Regions from separate parts of the Zea mays genome. Here region 2 is linked to region 1. A link is a contact called in public Hi-C data. All regions are on one chromosome and are shown on one strand. Each heading gives the region's core, a stretch centred on a gene start, on an enhancer-like site or on the middle of the called end of the contact. The rest is flanking DNA. Distances are from core to core; before and after follow the strand shown.

Region 1 (2,700 bases), core at 103-2,602:
GTTCTGCTGAAGATGTAACTACAGCAACAAAATGAAATCAAAATGAACGATGCAATATGTTCCAAACCTGCAATGCATCAGCAAAGCTCTTGCGCCGTGATCCATGGCCACTGACATCTGACAAGCCGATGAGCCCATCAGCGCCTCTCCCGAGCCACTCCGACGACTGCTGCCGTGCGAGCCCATTCCTTTCACCCCTCCCCACTCTATGATTCAGCAGCGCCTTCTCTCCATGCGCCCCTGGCTGCACCGAGAACAGCGAGTTTCCACTCCCGACCTCCGAAGGCCTCCTCCTATCCCCGATACCTCCAGACACAGCCTGGAACCGCTGCGCCGCACGCCAGTCCTCTTTGGAGACCATTGGTGGCGGAAGCCTTGGGTTGAGGTGCTCATTAGAATAGTAGTACGACAGATATGCCGGGTGTGACCTTATCTCCTCCTCAGTGAGCATGTCAACACCAGCATCAGTCCCGCCGCCGCCGCCGCCATCACCAAGGCTGTTGGCGTGAAGCTGCGGACCAGGGAAGAGCGCGCCAATGGCTGTGCGAGAGCCCTCGACTGTGGGGGGAGCGCTGCCGCTGCGGAATATGCTGAGGTCGTCCGTGGGGGACGTGTGGTTTTGGTCCATGAGAACTGCCTGCAGGTCACGCTCGAGGTCCTCAAAGGTGGGGCCAGCCACCACCGCTGCCGCTTGAGATGGAGCCATCGCCGTAGCCCTCTGTCTTTGTTTCAACGTGCTTCCTTCCTTCCTGGTTTCCTTCAATCCTAAACCAGTAAGAAGATGGTGATCAGTACCGCCTCTGCCCCCACCCCCCCCCCCCCCCCCCCCCCAAAAAAAAAAACTTGTATAGAGTGGAGTTGTAATCCGAAGGTATGCATGAAAATTGAACTGGAAGAATGATCGATGCATCTTTATGAGAAATCATGATTACAGACCACATGAAATCGTTTGAATACCAGGTTCATCCGTTAATTCTATTAAAAAGAACCGGGATTACAAGTCCCGCCTTTAAGAAAAGGGAAGTACAGGGAGCTGGCGCATCAAGTTACCTCGGACAGAAGAAACAGACCAAACCAAAACACTAAGCCACTGGAAACCTAGCTTGCAGGAGACTCCGTAGCAGCGGCATCAAACGGGCAGCCGAGCCTGACCGAGCACCTCCAGTCCACTACGGAGCTGCCGGCCGCGGTCCCATCCGTGGATTCCGATCGAGGATTTATTTAGGGTTTTGGGGGATTTTCCGGAGGGAGGGCTGGGGCGGCTGCTGCGGCCGGAGCGGGGCGAGGTGAGGTGAGGCGGCAGGCGAGAGCGAGACGAGGTGAGGCGAATGGGAAAGGAAGGGAGCGGAGGCGGAGGCGGAAAGCGACGTGGGGCCTTTTCTTCCTGGAGACCGGTAGCCCGCCTCCCCAACTGCTCCAGCCAGCCGTCCGGTCCCTCCCCCAGCGCGAATCTCAAAGCGCCGCCTTGCGCTTGTGGTACTCTTTCGGATGAGTCGTCGTAATAAAGGCAGATGAGGTGTATGACGCAGCAGTACGCATCTCGGAAAACCCAGCGTCAATTTTAGAAATCGATAAAATCTTTTAAAAATCATTCCTTTCCTTTTTTCCGCTGGAAAAAAACGATGGTTTAATCTCCCTCTCCCTGTTCTGTTTCTTGTCCAAAAACGAGTGCGTTGCAATTGGTAGTGTTGTGTCGTTTTCCTTCCTTTGTCCGAGCTGTGGCTGACAGGTGGGTCCATTGAAAAAAAATCCATGTCTATCCCTGCTGCTACTCCGATTGACGAGCAAGTCAAAACGAGGATGAGGATTACGACAATAATAATGATATAATATCTGAGGGAGCTTGACCTAATAAGCGACTTTGCATAGTGCGTTGTGATGATAAAATACTAGTAACGCCCAACACAAGAAAGTGGCGAGGAACTGCGATGGTGTTAAGAAAACACGGCGCAAGAAAAGGCACTTGTCATTGCTTGTGGTTGAGAAGAAAAAAGAAGATATATATTCTTATCATCTCGGGCAGGCAGACACCTGCTCCAATCTAAATTATAATACGTTTCAGTTTTTTTAAAATGTATTGTTTTTTATTATGTATCTATACATAGTGTATATCTGAAGTTCTAAACATAGTGGATCTAAAAAGGCCAGAATGTTATTTAGATAGGAGTGAGAACATAGTATATGCAGGAGCAAACCAAGAAAAACAGGGAAACCTGCTGCCACTTTCCCAGCTGGCTACAATTTGTCTCTTGAGAATTCAAGAAGCAAGCTACAAGACAAGCTAGTGTTTGTAAACAAGACCAGTGTTATTTTGACAACCCTAAAGCAGAGATTGTACTCGCTATGCTAATCTTCATATCCATGAACAGTGCTACCATCCAGATCCAGTGGCTAATGGCAAGGCCAGTCAGTACACCGGCAATAAGTCCTGCCGTGCTGTGCTGGATTATTGCTCATACAGCAGCAAGTTCCAGTTTTAATACACACACATGGATACATCAAGGACATCGCAGATGACTGGTAGCCCAATTCCTTCATTTTCCTGATCGCGACACCAGGGAGAGAGTTCATATATGGAAGACGAACCGGCGATTTTTCAAAACCTCTGATCATGGATGGTTCCTAATATATGCAAGACGACCAAACACCTGGCCCAGACGCCCAGTCTAGGACTATGAGCAAGCGGCAATACTGAGGTCG
Region 2 (2,700 bases), core at 29-2,528, 170 kb before region 1:
AGATAATAATCTATCTCAGCTCATCTTATAGCCAAGCCAAACCTGCAGGGGGATCGGAGAACTAACCTTCGAGAGCGCGCGCAGCGGGGGGTGCGGATTGTTATAAAACAACAATAAAAAATGCACAAATACGAAGAACAGAAAGTATTCCGTAGAGAGACTCCGTAAAGGGACTGATGCTCAAGGCATAAGTAGCTCCATTCATACGAGACATCTCGTGTGTATATTCGATGTAGCCGTATAGAGTCGATGCAGTCTCTCGAACGGTCGTCATAAGACGAATAGCAGCACACGTCGCCTAGGGAAGACGACGAAGAGCAGGATGTAGATGAGGCGCTGCTGTGTCGAACGGATCACACGAGCAGTCGCGAGTACGGTCCCCAAAAATATGATATCGTCCGCACACTCGCACAAGTGTATATCTGGAGACGGCGATTTCGGAGATCTGCTCTCCCACTTTCTCTGTGCTTGGGCATGGCCACGGCCTCGGCCCGACCGGTGACGCGGGCGCGCGCATGCGACAATGCTTCGTCCTTTTTTCTCAACTTCTTAATAGATGTACTAACGGTCCACCTATCTAAATTGATTGATTTGTTTCTTGAAATTCTAATATAATGTTAAATTATTAGTGCACCGTAGCATTAAAATGAGTCATTAACAATGAATGTTATTAAATATTAATTAAGCTAAGCCCACCTTAATCCAACACGGGTGACAGTCCGCCGTGGTGGTCGTCGGAGAGCCTCATGCATATGGCGTCGTCGTCAAGTCCTAACCACAGATCTTCCCCGCGCTGGTGCTGGCAGCGTACGAACCATGCGAGTAACAGCCTGCTGGCGTCCAAATAATGACCCTCTTTATTTTTTTTTTGTGGGCACCAAGGTGAGGTCTCCTTGGGAAGAAGTTTCCATGGCACTGGCATGGCATGGATCCCCGTCCTCAAAGATTCCATGGGCAGGACCGCAGGATGATCAAAAAATATCTTCCACGTCTGTCCTTGTTGCTTGGTTTGGTTTGGCCCCCATCCTATCCAGAGCAGAGAAAGAGCAACAATTACCGACTGCAGAGATCGACTGATCGAGAAAGCGTTTACAGTCACAATTACCAACTGCCAGGACAAATGCAGTACGACTACAGGAGGAGATGTAAAAAAAAGATGTTCTTGTAATCTCCAACCAAGGATGCAGACATGTCATGGAAGTAAACGGAGGGCCTAGCCATAAAACGGCTTTGCTTTTATTCCAAAGTCCAATACAAGTCTTTGGGTAATTGGGCACAGAAGAGGAGACAGAGAGACGGAGAGGGGAGACCCGGTCACTGCCAATGCCAAGAACAAGAAACCAGAGAGGACAGTCGTCAATCCAATCCGAGTCTCCTCCAAAAACCCATCAATCTGCAGGAACGAGAGCAGCAGGAGAGCATCCTAGGAAAAAAGTTAGGACCAACTGACCGAGCAAAAAAGGTAGCATCTCTGTATCACCAAGGCACCGCCGATCACAGACCAAATCCCTCCCCCCTCCTCTGGTCCATCCCACACGTAGAGCAGCCGGTATTTCTTCGATCCGTGCTTGCGCTTTTTTTTTCTCTTTGTAAAGATTTCGTTTCCCTCCCTTTTAACTGTTGTCGAGAAGTTTCGACAAGAGTGGTGTGAGTGTTGAAGAGCTCCTCAACATGATGGATCCGGCCTTGCTTGACGACGTCATACGCCGGCTGCTGGAGGTGAAGAATCTCAAGCCTGGGAAGAACGCGCAGTTGTCGGAGTCGGAGATCAAGCAGCTCTGCGCTGCCGCCAAGGAGATCTTCCTGCACCAGCCCAACCTGCTGGAGCTCGAGGCGCCCATCAAAATCTGCGGTATTTGCCCCCCTTCTCCCGTGGCTCCTGAGCAGTTTCTTCGTGCCGCTAGCACCCAAGACGACGTATTGGGGAGGTCAACGGGGTGTCGCGCCGTTTGGTCTTTGCCTTTTGGGGGTCTTGCTCATGTCCTAAACCCGATCTTCAAGAACCGGTTGAGGGCTGGAATATGGGTGTGCATATGTTGGTTGCTGTTTCCCGTTTGTAGTGATTATCAGGCATACTTGGAATAGAGACCCTCTGATTGTATTTGCCGAAAGGAAGCCACTATTTTTTTTTATCATCGATCGGATGGTCCTATTATATATTTTGCGTGTATCCTCAACTACTGATGCTAACTCTTGAGGTATCAATGCTAAATGATCACTGCACTTGTATGATGAGATGCAATATCAAGATCACATTTTGTCAGAATGTTGAAGTGAACAACAAAGATTCCCATAACCATGCATCCTATGAGAAACGAAAGCAGTATACTTGAAATGAAAGTTCACTAAGCATATTATGTAAACTGGATGATTATCATCACTGTCTCGCACTAAAGTCTTGAATGCTTGGTTGTTCGTATGTCTCGCTGATAAAAATGCACGCAAGATAACAATTGACAGTGTTATATTGCTGAGAAAACACATCTACTTTATCCGCTTATATGTTTTCATGCTGTGGCATTATTGTATTTGATGAACTCGTGCTCCACTGTTGTGTCGGTCATACAAAAAATGATAATACTTTCTTTCATGCTACATAAAAGTAAATCATTCAATTAATAAATTGTCAATTAAAAAGAATCTCAACAGTATTTGAGTACCTGTAATGATATATGCAGTGATTCTGGTTAATCTGAGTAT

The links. A called contact is a pair of places that touch in the nucleus more often than the background predicts.
Region 2: a Hi-C map of leaf mesophyll shows a contact between it and region 1, with 1.8 times the contacts expected there. The contact joins the promoter of LOC100283013 here to the promoter of LOC103627898 in region 1. A contact is called at or near these places in 4 of 25 Hi-C or Micro-C datasets (ear, leaf and leaf mesophyll).

The regions. Positions count from the first base shown.
Region 1 is chr5:224,323,832-224,326,531 of Zm-B73-REFERENCE-NAM-5.0, reverse strand. It overlaps LOC103627898 (pumilio homolog 1), which reads right to left and starts at 1,352. Exons shown (of 11, transcript NM_001358704.1): 1 at 1,051-1,352; 2 at 68-765. The coding sequence starts at 706. LOC100193002 reads right to left here. Exons shown (of 5, transcript NM_001366986.1): 5 at 2,215-2,700.
Region 2 is chr5:224,492,687-224,495,386 of Zm-B73-REFERENCE-NAM-5.0, reverse strand. LOC100283013 reads left to right here and starts at 1,278. Exons shown (of 5, transcript NM_001371891.1): 1 at 1,278-1,549; 2 at 1,644-1,852. The coding sequence starts at 1,672.